2 separate regions of the Gossypium hirsutum genome follow, and region 2 is linked to region 1. The links are chromatin contacts, called in public Hi-C maps. All regions are on one chromosome and are shown on one strand. Each heading gives the region's core, a stretch centred on a gene start, on an enhancer-like site or on the middle of the called end of the contact. The rest is flanking DNA. Distances are from core to core; before and after follow the strand shown. Region 1 holds the start of LOC107899617. Region 2 holds the start of LOC121215915 (two-component response regulator ARR5).

What was found. A called contact is a pair of places that touch in the nucleus more often than the background predicts.
Region 2: a contact with region 1 is called in a Hi-C map of leaf, with 1.6 times the contacts expected there. The contact joins the promoter of LOC121215915 here to the promoter of LOC107899617 in region 1. A contact is called at or near these places in 2 of 34 Hi-C or Micro-C datasets (both in leaf).

What each region holds. Positions count from the first base shown.
Region 1 is chrD04:50,353,587-50,360,798 of Gossypium_hirsutum_v2.1, reverse strand. It overlaps LOC107899617, which reads right to left and starts at 4,602. Exons shown (of 4, transcript XM_016825383.2): 1 at 3,880-4,602; 2 at 3,257-3,491; 3 at 3,082-3,145; 4 at 2,106-2,725. The coding sequence starts at 3,444. The coding sequence ends at 2,474.
Region 2 is chrD04:50,588,002-50,595,213 of Gossypium_hirsutum_v2.1, reverse strand. LOC121215915 (two-component response regulator ARR5) reads right to left here and starts at 4,321. Exons shown (of 5, transcript XM_041090786.1): 1 at 4,242-4,321; 2 at 3,419-4,164; 3 at 3,233-3,318; 4 at 2,987-3,135; 5 at 2,357-2,891. The coding sequence starts at 3,581. The coding sequence ends at 2,579. It overlaps LOC107899006 (tetratricopeptide repeat protein 5), which reads left to right. Exons shown (of 13, transcript XM_041091433.1): 13 at 116-390. The coding sequence ends at 232.

The DNA.
Region 1 (7,212 bases), core at 3,353-5,852:
ATATCTTTAAATGTGCATAATTAAATCAAAATTAAAGTTTCAAATATATATTTGTACCACAATTAAACTTTTACATATATAATTACACTAAATTAAAGTTTATATATAGAATTGTACATTAAATTAAAAAATAATGTATAATTTTATAATTTATCTTTTTATATTCCCTTCTCATAGGTATGGTTAGTTTCAATGATTAAGAGAGTCCATTGTTTCTTTCCTAATTATTTTGTACAATTTATTCAAATAATATTAATGATATTAGCGAAAGAAAAAATCTTTATATAAATAATATATTTACGAAAAAGTTTTAGTCATTAATTAATTTAAAAGTGGAGAGGTGAAGATTTATGTACTAATTTATTAATTTTCATATGATTTATTTTATTTAAAAAGTTTATATAAAAATATGAAAATATAAGAAAAATTATAATATTATTTAGAGTTGATATGATTGTGAACATAATAAACAAGTTGAGTACGTACCAATAACATAACCACGCTGTAATAATTTGTAGGTTTGGCAATTAAATCTAAATATTCGATATAGAAATATTTTTCTAATGTAATATTTATAATTTTTTGGTCTAATATGATATTTGTATTAAATAAAAGTTAGAGATTTTGATATTTAAAGACAACAATGTTAACTTTTTAATGTTTAATTCGAATTTTAAGATTATTTTAATAAAAAATAATTGTTAATATGATTAGATTTGAATTTTTCATGATTTTGTTTAGTAAAACTAATTTAGTGATTGTGAATTTGTTTAGTTCGATGTTTAATTTGTTAAACACAAATCGATATATGTGATCTGATTTAGGCTTTAGAGTTTAATTAGCAAATTATGAATTTTTAACAAATTAACTTTAAAACTCAAATTAAATACTGAAAAGTTAACACATTTACCTTCAAATACCAAAATGTATAACTTTTGTTAAATGCACATACCACATTAAAAAAAATCAGACTCACATTAAACTGGATTAATTATAATGGTAACGAGTGAGAGGTATATTATTTGTAATTGATGGTTAGGAAAATGGAACACACTTCCACTTGCTTGTGATTGAATTGAATAAGGGGACCTTGAGCTAACATTAACTTCATTAGTGGACCATATATAAATATATAGCTGAAAAGGTAAATGGGATGAGTAATTTTGGATCAACAACCTTTTAAATTAAAATTTGATACTAATTGCCGAGTTTCAAAGATTCGAAATTAGTCAAACTATACTGCTATTTTAGAACACAGCCTACTGTTCACCACTCCAACCCTGCACAACATCTCTTTTCTTTTTTACTTTTAATTCAAATTAAATAATAAAATAATTTATTTTCAAATATTTTATAATATACAAACAGATGGTCAAAACAAACTAAACCAAATACTTGAACAACCCAACAAGATTTTAAGAGGAAAATAAACAAAAACACAATGCTTTCAAGTTATAAAGCTATCACCCTCTGGCAATGCAAAATGCCAGACCTCTGGTGATAATTCGGCGGATTAAATCAGATTTATTACATTGGTGTTTCAAAAATAATATTATTAAGAAGAAAATTTATGAAACTTTAAATATGGACCCAACATAAACAATAAAAAAATAAAAAAGTAGTTTCAAGCGTGAATGGTATTAAATTAAAAAAGAGAACAGATGTTTTTGAGTTTTGAGTTTGGATTCATTTTCACGTTTACTTATAAAATCAAAGTTGTTGAAGTCAATAATAATCAAACCAAATTCCGTAATCGATTGCTGAAACAGAGCGAGAAGTAACAGCGAGAGCCCCACTGCAATTATATGCTATGAAAGAGACAGGAGCAGCATCATGTGCCATATATGATGGTCGTTTGGTATAAAGGCAAAAAGCAGATCAGATGAGTGGAGTGTCGAGGAATTGATTATAGCTTTTGTAATAATAACACCTTTGACATTTCCTATCCCCCCTTGAGTTTGAATGCTAAACACACAATATACTGAGATTCCATCTTTTTTCACGTTGACAAAGGCATCAAGTGGTTTGGTCCCCAATTCCAAAGTATACTGACAACAACCAATTTCAGTACGCATCAGGATTTCCAGCCACACTGGCGTGATTCATAAGCAAACAGCAGTTGTATTTATATACACTGTTCCAGTGTTTTACTTAAATCACTCCACTAAATACACAACAAATTCCCTTCTTGACTTGAGACTCTTTACAAAACCCAGAAACAAAGAAAAAACACCCAAGCCATTATCTAAACATTAACCTACGCTCCTCTCCTCTCCTCTCTCCTTATTTCTATTCAACTTACTCTCCTATACTTACAAGACACCAAGTTCTTTTTTCATTACATACAAACAACCCTTTATCCATATATTTACACTAACAAAGGGTTCTTTGCTTTTTTCTCTTCAGTCGCTTACAATTTCAAAATTCCCTTCTCTGTTTTATCTATGTACTCTTTTGTTGATTGAAATGGGTTCTAAGCCAGTGCAAAACAATCAAACCCCTCCACTCTCACTGCTGGTTTGTTACCAAAATTGGCCCGAATACACCCTCCTTTCCTTGAAGATGATGACGGAGACGAAGGAGGAGGCGGATTTGGAGACGGCGGGTTGACCATCTTCTCATCCCCAAATCGAGCATCCTGTATTAATGGGTTAGCTACTCTACTCGGCGGCGACCCACAAAAAAATGGGGGCGACGACGCTACTTGTTCTGCTCTACAACCACCCTGCCAAATTCCAAATTCAATGATCAGATAAATTTTTTTTATGAGAAACCGTATACAACAGATTAACGGATCTTCTCGTAGATCAACACTTTGGATAACCAGAACTATGTTCTTCTAGAAACTCTTTAGTTGGCTCACTAAACTAACGGTTAAAATTTTAAATTGCCCCCCCCCCTCCCCTGAAAAAGACATTTCTGGCATCGAGACTCCGCCATTGCTCCAAAGCTAAGATTTTTTTATTATTTTATAATTTATGATAATTTATTGTTCCTTAGAATAAGACAACTAGAAATAAACACCTAAATACGTGTAGATTATTTTTAAAAATAAATGAGGAGAAAGAAGCATGGGCATACCTTTGTAAGAATCATATCCAAAATATCACTCCCTGCTTTCGAATCACAAAGCTCAGTTTGATGGCTGAAAAACATTAAAAATATTTGTTAGTACTCTATCTCTGCTGTAATTTGTTTATTTATTTATTTTTGAGAGAGAGAAGGTTAAAAGTTGAAGGGAATAAGGGAAAATTACCTAAGTTGCCATCTGAGGGACCGAACTGGCAGGTCGTTGAAAGAGGCGTTTAAGAGACCCAAACGACGTGGTTTTGGGCAGACCATAGTCTCTCTCCGATCCGTAACCATAACTGAAACCGAAATAGAGCTCTGCAACTCCTCACAGCTGCTTCCAATAGCGTTCTGTTGGATGGCACGCTGCTTCATCTTTTTCCTTTTGACGTTTTTTTTTATATTATTAACAATTAGTATCCCTATTTAACATAAAACAGAAACTTAATTAAACAGAAACCAAAATTCAACCGAAGCCTTCTTCCGGTGTATTTCTAACATTAAATTCCTACAATTATGATAAAATCAGTTCTAGATCCGTAGATCTACAGGAGCAAAAAAATTAAATATTAAAATAAATAGATCTAATTGCAATTCGGAGCCGGAAAAAAAACAAACGGAGCTTAGAGATGTTAATTATAAAGAAAAAAAATCAGCTTAAATTCCCAAAATTAGGTTTCGTAAGGAAATGATTCAGATCGAGGAAGAAATAAAGGAAATCTTGAGAAGACCTTGTTTGAAACGATGAAAAATTGAGGGGGGAAAGAAAGAAGGCAGAGGCGAAGAGCTGATGGAGAGAAAGTATAATACCTTTGTTTCTAACTGTACAGCTGCGTTGAGAAACTGTTGGAGTAGGTAGTAAAATATAAACAGAGAAAGAAAATGAAGTAAAGTTAGGCGAGAGAAGAAAGAAGGATAGCGGAGGAAAGGTCCGGTGTGCTTTATAGATGAGAAGGAGAAAGAGAAATTAGGAAGGGAAAAAAGAAAAGAGGGAAGAGACGAGAGAATCACGAAAATTGGAATTAAAATAAAGTAAATTAAGTTAAATTAAATAAGAAAAGTCGTAGGGGAACGTGGCAACAACAGAGCTAAGAATTGAAAAAAAAAATGTATTGAAAGAAAAAGAAGTAGGGTGTACTTCAATAGTAAAAGGGTTCTGAAAAGAAAAGGAGAGAAACAGTTCATTTTCATTTTGAAATTTTGGTGAGGAACTGATTTTTGCTTTATTTTTAAATTAAAGTTTAATTATTGATATTTTTTTTATACAAAACTCATAATTCTTCTCCAACAATTTAATAATGTGTTTTGCCGCGCTTAAACATATATACCTATTTAAACCCAAATAAACTTAAAAAAATGCACACTAAAACTTAAAAACCTTTTTTATCTATAGAAGACAGGAGAAAACATGGCAACAATCTCGTTACTCTCTTTAGTCCAACTCGCATTTATTATATCTAAAAGTTTAAAAAGAAAAGAAAATTTGTGCATAATAAAAATCAGAAAAAGCGGTGCCTCCCGCGAGAAATAACATCGGCAAGTGTAACAATAGGCATTAAAAAAACTACATAAAAATCTTTAGAAATATCAGCGGACCACTGACCTATCAGTATATTTCCCCAACCGACTTGCGTCGCGTCGTGGGATTGTAGATCCAAACCCTACTTGCTATGTGAATTCGACACGTGTCCCTTGTTCTTTATTTCAAAATTTCTGATGTTTTGGAACGTGGTCGGCATGACTGATGAGCCTGCTCCCTCTTTTTCTTATACTTTTTAAGTTTTATTTTTGGGTAAAATCAAAATGACTGAACCGCCATGTTTGGACTTTATTATTGCCGTTTCGTTTTTTGCGTTTTGTTTAAATAAATTATTTCTTCATTTTTAAAAATACTTGGGTAAAACTTTTAATTTTAATTCATAGATATAATAAAAATTACAAATAATATATGTAGAACAAATAGAATGAGCATAGTATATTTAAACATAAATTAAAATAAATTTAAGCATGAAATACATTTAAATCTAACATAATTTTAAAAAAGACAACATAAAATAATTGTCTTTTCCTTTACATTTACCAATGTTAAAACCCAAACATAAAGATTTTATTAGTAATTTGTTCATAAATATAAAACTTTACGTGGATATATTGAATTTTAATTCTGTTAGTATCGGTATTGTTATCAATATAAGAGGACGTGGGTTCGAATGGCTGAAGCACATCATCTTCTTATTTAATTATTGAAGAAAAATTATGGATAATTCTTAATATTGTATTAAAAAAATAAATACTAAAAATCATAATACTACACTCATATAAAAAAAATATTAAACCATGCGAATCCATGTCAATATGTCCCATGAATAAAAGAGACATTATTGAAGATTATACCGAAAAAGAAAGGGCTCAGAATCATGTAATCCAGGTTAAAACTCGTCAAGTTACAGCTTTCTTCCTAACAAATTGGAGAATTTTATTTATCATAAAAGCAACATAAACCATCACTGCTTCTACAAGAAGGACATAATGAGACATCGTTGGTATCCCAAAATTAAAGTTTCAAAATATCTTTAATATCGTTACAACATAAAATATAAGAGGGGCAAAATTTACATTGTGAAAGTGCATAAAGCCTTGATGAAGGATCTTTATAGATAGATAAAGGCTAAGCATGGGCATTAACTTACTCTTTTATTAAGTATTTTGATAAAGTCATGAATGTCAACTTAAGATATTGTTGGAGCCAATTCAGATGAGATTAAATTAAGTGTTAGTTAGAATATAATAAATTGATGGATGTTCTCTCTTCCCAAAACTAAGATGTTGTGGTGAGGCTATGTATTATTAGGTTAATATACTGGTTAACTATTTTGGCAAGAGGCTGTGTGGCTCACTGTGCCCATGTGAAACAAAACTTGCACCTAAAAATTAACATCCACAGACAGACTGTATGTGACACACGACCATGTAACAACTCGTGTCCTAGACCATGTGCAGCCTAAAAATTTCATAAGCAAGCCAAATTTTCAACCCTTTCTTAGGTACCAAGTCAAATCAATATCAACCATTTTCATGCCTTCAAAACACATTCAAAACATGCTTGAAACATACCAAAACATCCAACCTAAGTGCCTAACCAATGTGCCTTCATTGGCACCACATTTCATACACCAAACTAATTCACATTCAAGTATCTCAAGTCCTTGCCTTATACACATGCCAAACATAACAATTCATCCACTCCATTCACATTCAATTTTACCACATTTCAAACACTTCCAAGAATCTTATACTAAACAACTAAAGACATACATGTATATATGGACATATACAAGCCCAAATCCAAAGATATATACACAAATATGCTTAAACCAAGTTTAAATAACATCATTATAGCAAAAGAACTTAAATGCTCCTAGAACATGCCACTTATAACCTAAATCAAAATAATCACAAATTATATTGAATCCATGATTGTATAAGAATTGAGAAAGGTTTTATTTGGTGATTATGAACTGAATTGACTATGATTGTATGATTTATGTTTATTTTGAATGTTAATTGCTCGTATTTGCTCTGGCAACAACTGTAGCGTTCCATAAATCGGACCCGACGATTGGGTTGAGTGAGGGGTGTTACAACAAAGGTGAACGACCCATGACGACTTTTACTTTTCATCAACCATGTAATGCCAATGAGAGGATATCATTTACCCATATCTCGAGCTATGAATTCAACTGTTGTGAATGATGTTACATGCTGCAGAAGTCATATACCCAAAGCACCAGCTTTCGGTCCGTTATCTATTTGAACTCAGACTTTTACTTACATCAAAGTATACGAGCCATGCATACATAGTCTATTATCCACTCGGGATTAAGGATTCCAAACTATGAACGTTACAAGTGAATAAATCCATAAACGGATTCATGATCTATTCTTTTTGGGTCTAGTCGGATGTACAGTCAATTTAGCCAGTCACATCTATGTCTCTATCTTCTGGGAGTCATCCGCTCCAATGCCTAAGACAAAACATTTCCCCAATTGGACTTGATAAATGACATATTAGTCTTTCAATTGGTTTGCTCATTTCTGATTAGACTAAGTACATGTTTAGGTTCATATATAATATAAGCTGTC
Region 2 (7,212 bases), core at 3,072-5,571, 230 kb before region 1:
AAAGTATGAACATGCTGCATTGATGACCTGTTCATGAAATCTGTGTTGTTATGGTTCTCATTAAAACTATATATAATTTGCAATCTGAGTAATTTGATGAGTGAAATGATTGCAGTGTTACCAATTCAAGTCAATTCGCGTGGATTTCTTGGAGCAAGTGCTTGTGAATGGCAAAGCTCTTCCCCCACATCAGGCCATTCGCACATCTATTTATGCTCAACATAAACCATAAATGTTGTGTGGAGTTTTAACGATTTATGTGTGCCTATTGTTTACAGTCATTCTTTTTTTAACTTTTTCCTACATTTTTCTCATTTGTCCTACCTTAATACTTTTGTGTAAATAGATCAGCTGATAAACAAGGAAATGAGAGAGATTTATTGTCTGTCATATGGTTTCGATTATGATTGTCACGTTCGTTCATAATTTTCAATGCCTTTTTCTCTTGGCACAAAAATGTCATTTCAGCTGCACAACTATTCCGTCAAATGATGTACATTAATGTTGCAGTATATATACTTTTAATAGTTTCTTTGTGTGGTATGTATTATAATTATAATCAAGAAATTACATATTCGTGCATTCATTATAGAAATTGGCATATTTGTGCATTTTTTTAAAATGTGTGTCGTTTTTTAAATTGATGGAGAATTAGCATTATCCAAAAGATTTCCAAAGAAATCAAGATTTAATTTTTTGATGCTTTATGTTAAATTGAAATTTAATGTTAAAACTCAAGGACGAAAATTTCGATACAATATTGGTAAGTAAGATTGAACTACTAACGGATGAGGGAATATCTCTTAAAAAAAATCTGAAAGGGAAAAACAATAAAAGAAAAGAAAAAGGGCAAGGAATAAAAAGTTGAGAGGTATAGCCAGCTGGCAAGTAAAAGGGAAAGAAGACAAGACAAGGCAAGGCCAGCGGGCTGGCAGGCTGGAGCAGTTGTCTTGTTTTGGGCCCTTTATGAAAATCTGTAAACTCAACATTCCGACCCTCCCCGCCCCTCAGACATTGATTTGTTCGGTCATGCTCTGCCTCTCCTCTCTTAGGATTTTACATCTTTTCTTTCTTTCTTTCTTCCTTCCTTGTTTCTTTTTGTCCTTGTAATACCTCAACATAGTTTAACTACAACAACAACAACTAAATCATAATTTAAATGAGGTTTAATGGTATAAAGTCAAATCCCTATACCCTCCCATTATCAAGAAAATAAAAAAAAAATCATGGAGGAAGATGTCAATTCTTATACTCTTTATGACTAATCTAATTTTAATTTAGTTTAAAGCCTTGCAAAAGGTGGAAAACAAAAGTTGGGTATTAAAAGATAATAATAATAATAATAATAATAATAAAAAACTGGAGAGAGGGGCAGGGGCAAGGGCAGTGGAATTTGGGTGATGGGTAAAGGTGTTGGAGGAGTATATGAACAATCAAAGTCTGACAGCCAAAATGTAGGGTCCAAAGATCTATCCAGTATCAGCAGCTATGCCCCAATAGTGATAGTGGTAGGGAAGTGAGTCTCCCCCCTTGGCCTTGGATAGCCATCCCCATTTCTATTCGCTTGAAAAAGCTCTCTGCATTTTCCTCTCAAAATAAATACATAATCTTAGAGAGGTAGTTCCCACCTAGTCCCCTCTTCAGGGAACATCTCCTTCCCCTTTTCCAACACCTCCCCCCCCCCCTATTATTATTACTCCCCTCCTAATATTCCCTCTCCTATCATTTCTTCTCATTTTTATTTTTATTTTCTTCATTTTAGGTCTCAAGAGATTTGGGGTTTCTTTTTTCATATTATATCAAATACCCAAAAAAATAAATAATGAATTAGATTAAATGTAATACTATTTAGCAAAATAGGTAAAAGATTACCTACAGGATGAGGGACGTTTTATGTAGAAAGGCATTACAGAAGTGATATTTTAACATAAATTTGATTCATACGGCGCTTTTGGCACAAATGTGATGCATTGAACTTTCTCAAACTATAAATGGGATAATACGACAATGGCCCTTAAAGGTTTATCAAATTTGTCAATGTAGTCTTTTCACTTTAAAATTATATTTAAAATATTAAAATATATTAGTTACCTTAAAATTAAAATTATAAAAAAAAAGGTCAACTTGACGTCAACCCAGACTTGTAAATCTTTTGCCACTAATGTTTCACACTTGTCAGTTGATTCTTCTTTTTTACCTACCATATTTCATCTAATGAAAAATAAGAAATCCCCCAAGAGATTTAGATCATAAAATAGATAACAAATATTAAATAAATTAATCAGATTCATCCATTCCAAAATCCCAACCCAACAGAAATTGGCCTCAAATCTATGTAAAAAAAGAAGAACAAATATAATTTAATCTGAGTTAGTAATTGGAATCCCATTTTGTTACATTATATAAATATAATTAACAGAAAGTACAAAAACTTAGAAAGAAGAGAAAGCGAGCTTTGATTGATTTGCAAAGCGCAACAAAAACCGTCAAAAATTATTAACGGGAGAATTGCAGGGAGGGGTTTGGTCTAGTTTTCTAAAAGTTGAAATCTTTTTTATTAGTAGTAAAATATGCTGCTCTATTCAGAGCTTGTCATTTTCAGTCGTCTGGTGGGAGAATCCAGTGTTGAAGGAGACGATGGTGCTGTTGCTGATTGAATCGAGGATGATGGTGATGATGATGTTGATGATGATAAAGTGGACGGTGGGGATGATGACAGATCGTCATCTCCTTCTCTTTGCTTTCTTTTGTTGATTCCTCTTCTTTTTGCTCTTGCTCCTTCTCTTTGTTCTCCCTCTCTTAACTCTGTGGTCGTGTAATCTATTATGCGTTTTACATCTGACAATTTCACTGGTTTCACTATAAAATCCTCTGCTCCTTCCTCTAAGCATCTGTTTATCAACAATTTCAAGATCCATTATTATTTTTTTGAACCCAACTTTTTTCAATGATTCAAGGCCATAAAAGTTGCTTAAAAAAACAATACCTGTCGATTCGAGCTATAACGTTCTCAGATGACATGATTACAACTGGGATTTCTCTAAAAGCTGAAGATTCCTTCACTTTTTTGAGCAATTCGTAGCCGGTCATTCCAGGCATACAATAATCGGTGATAATCAGATCAACCTTCAGACCCTGAAAATCACAATAAAAAAAAGGCTAACGAATGAGCTCAGAAAAATCAATATCCGGGAAATTTTGTGATGAAATTGCAATTATTATTAGTACTCACATCAAAACCATTCGTTTCTTTCTTTTGAATCTCCTCATCTAATCCCAGGTATTGCAAAGCTCTCCTCCCGCTATCCACTGCCGTCACTGCACAAATCCAAAACCAAACCCCCATTCAATTCAAATCCAAACTAATTAATTAAAAAAAAAGAGTTGAAGAAAAAGAAGGGAATCTGGATGAACAAACCTTTACAAGAGGAAATTCTGAGCAAGCGTTCAATGACTTTCCGATCAACGAGGCTATCATCAACGGCAAGAACATGAACTTCTTCAGTATCAGAAGTAGAAAGATCGTAGCCGTCTATCTTCTCCGTCGTCCTCATCCAAGCAACGCCACCGTTCCGGGCCATCTCAGAGACAACAGAATGAAAGAGGGAGATTTCTGTAATGCAAAAAAGGAAAAAGGGAGAGAAGGAAGAGGTGGGCTGTAATAAAACAAGGTTTCCACCCCTGGTTCAATGGTCTGGCATTTTATACGGTGTAATGTTTTTTAAAAGAAAAATGGATATTAAAATATAAAATTTCTCTCTCAAATCAAATCTTTCTCACACTAAGAAATCCCCGCAATCTAATATTTTAATGCAAAAGGAGAGAGGGTTAATAGTCGCTGGGATTCGAAAATCCACTTCGATGCCCTGCCCCCTGGCCCCTGTCCCTTTTCACTTCCCTCTTTCCATTATTTCGTTTAAATATCGTGGTGACAGATAAGATAAATTGGTCAAAAAAAATTATTATTGAGGGACGTGCCAGTGAATGGTCGGAATCGAGCAGGGAAACTGACCGGAGGTCAATGGAGGAAGGCGCCGTCAAATCCGACACATCTCCCGAACCGGCGGCATAAATAACAACAGCTTAAAAATATGTTTCTTTTCTCCCTCTTCAACCGGCTTTGAAAAGACGGATGGAATTGGACAAACAGCATCTTTACTATTTCTAGGAAGGGTGAACACAGATTTTTATTAACAAAAACAAAAACAAAAACATCCTATATTTTCAAAATTAATAATTACCTTTTCTTTTTAATAATTTAAATAAAAATTCTAACTTCCTCGTTGCTTGTTTTTCGCAGGTACCACCCCACCTAGTGTTCTCCCTTTTTTGGTCTATAAATTCTTGTGTATTTATTTAAATACACGTGCTACTGTCCATGATTTACTGTGATTCTCTTAATTCACCATTAATCAACTTTGGTTTATGCCTTCATCACCTCTTCTTCTACCATTCAAGCTTTATGTCTTCTTCTACCCTTTAATTATTAAAAATAATAAATATTATTTTAAACCGCTTATTTAATGCCTGTATACCTTGTATAAATATATGATTTACCCACAACATGCTATAGAGCTGGTATATATTAACTTCTCTAAAAAATTCAGTGACATGGGTGAATATACCCAAATTGAGTAAAGAAGTAAGAATGAAAAGAGGGAATTAGTTAGGGAATAGAAATTAGGAATTGAAAAGAAGAATGAGAGGATAAGGACATGAAATAGAGGTGATCAAAGGGATTTAGGGAATATTAAAAACGCAGAAATGGAGTTGAAAAGGTAGCCAAAACGACAAGAGAGAGAGAAGGGAGAGATTTGGGGGAGTCGAAAACAAATCTGGGGGTGGGGGGGGGGGGACCAACAAAGCTTTTTCTAATCTTTTGGACTGTTCTTTTAAGTTTTGAAAACTGCATATCAAATCTTGGAGATCGCCTTAACCTTGCCTTGAAATCAACAATCATCGGATCCGATCCGATCCGATCCTTAACTCTTACCCCGCCTTTCCTTTTCCTCCCCATTTTTTCTTCTCACGATTTGCCTTTTCTACTTTACTTTTTATTCATTCAAGTTTTATTTTCTTTTCACAATTATTTAAGCTTCCATTCAACCTCTTTTTTAAGGTTTATTAATATATTAAAAAATCTTAAATTATTATCTTTTGTTTAAAACAAGTCAATCTACTTTTTTTAAATTAAATAAACTCATATTATTTATTAGTTCACCAAGCTTCATTAATAGAAAATGATATAAATTTCGAGTTAAATATTGATTAGGAAAATCTGGAGTTAAATTTATTTATAAATATTGAAAAGAAGTTATAATATCTAAAAGAAATTATTACAAAGAAAAACTTTTTCCATTCTTCTCTACTTTGATTCAAGGATCGTCTAGACTTTGATCTAAGATTGATGCGAGTTGCTTCAAGGGTCATCAAGACTTGACTCGTAAACTAGGTCTGGCGAGATACTTGGTTGAAAATTAGACTTCATGGAATTCAAGGGCTTTTGAGACTTGATGTTGAATCAATTATGTTCACTTCAAAGTTTGTTGAGACTTGATTTAAAAAACAATTTTGGACAGAATTTGGATTAAGAGTCTTTGAAACTTGATCTTGGATGGTTCAATCTGCTTTAAGGGTCATCGAGACTTTATCTTAAAAATAAGTTTTTATCTCCTTTATGTTGATGCAAAGAGGCTAACAAGAGCTTTGATCCAAGAGTATTCTAGACTTGATCTTTGATGGAAGGATGGCTTCGCTTCTAAGCTTGATCTTGAAGAAAAAACGGGGGGGGGGGTAGCCTTCTTTCTGTCGATCAAACAAGATAAAAAAACAACTTTCTTTAGAATGGTTGTGTTGTTATTCAAATTCTTTAGAGATTTCTTAGGATTTTGGAGAAAATTTCTAGTTATCAACATATTCTTTTCAAACTTTGATATTTAAACTCAAAGACTTCTGAATTTGTGACGCTATGTAGAATTATTTGGAGGTGGCCCTCTTTTATAGTACAGTCAGTCAAGTAAAAGAGGTTTCTTATAGAATAGAAAATCTTTATATGAGTGATCCATAAAGACTAAACTCTTTTATTTTTATTTATCTCTTATTAATTTAATTAATTAGAAATAAAATAATCATTTAAAATAATAACTTAATTATTTTAATTTAATTAATGATAATTTAATTTTATTATTTTCTTAATAATTTAAATTAATTAGATAAAATAATTATGATATCATCATTTTCACCAATGGTAATTTCGGTCAAGGTTTTCAAAAACGAATATGATAGTTGAACCAATTTGACCATCGATTCACCCGGTTTAATTGAATAAATTATTAAAAATAAGAATAATAGAAAATAACTTATCCAACTAATCAGTTCTTAGTTTATAGTTCAATTGGTCCAACCCTTTATTCTGGATACCCCAACTGATTCTTGATCCAATCAATTTGACTGGTTGTTCGATTTTGAAAATAATTATTTTAGCTTGATCCATGATGATTTTACCTTGACACATGACGTTTTATAATTAGTTCGAAAATTTCTTTATCTACAAATAAATTACAAAAAGCTGATGAGACTTAGAATCAAAAACAACAACAACCAAAAAAGGAAAGAAAAAAGGGAAACACCCCGAATATAATTTTCATTCAATTTGTTAATAGTGATAAAGGTAGGTTGCCAGATGCTAACTAGAAATAGTTAATATCAATTCATTAAAGCATTCAACACATAAAATAAAATCATGAAAGACAACTACACCCAAGCATACTAGGAGACATTACCAATGCTCGTAATATAACTGTTAAGGTAATATCATTTGTATTTGTCTTTAATGGTTTTTACATGCAAAGCAAAATGTATAAACAAATATTGACTCACTGACCTAAAGTTTAACTAATATTAAGTTACATTATGTGGTCAGATCACAATGCGAGAATGCAACTTATATTAGTAGGTGATGTAACACCCCTGACCTGAATCTGTCGTCGGAATAAGGTTACAGAGCATTACCGAAATTTACAGATCAAATAACAGACATTTCATATCATCTAGCACTCATATTAGAAACTAATCCAAATCCATCATATTGTCCCTTATGTGAGCCCTTGAGGCCTAAAATACATGTTAGAAATAAGTCAGGACTAAACTGGGTACTTGGAGAATTTTTTCAGAAAACATTAAAATTTTTCAAAGGCGTAGGGGACACACGCC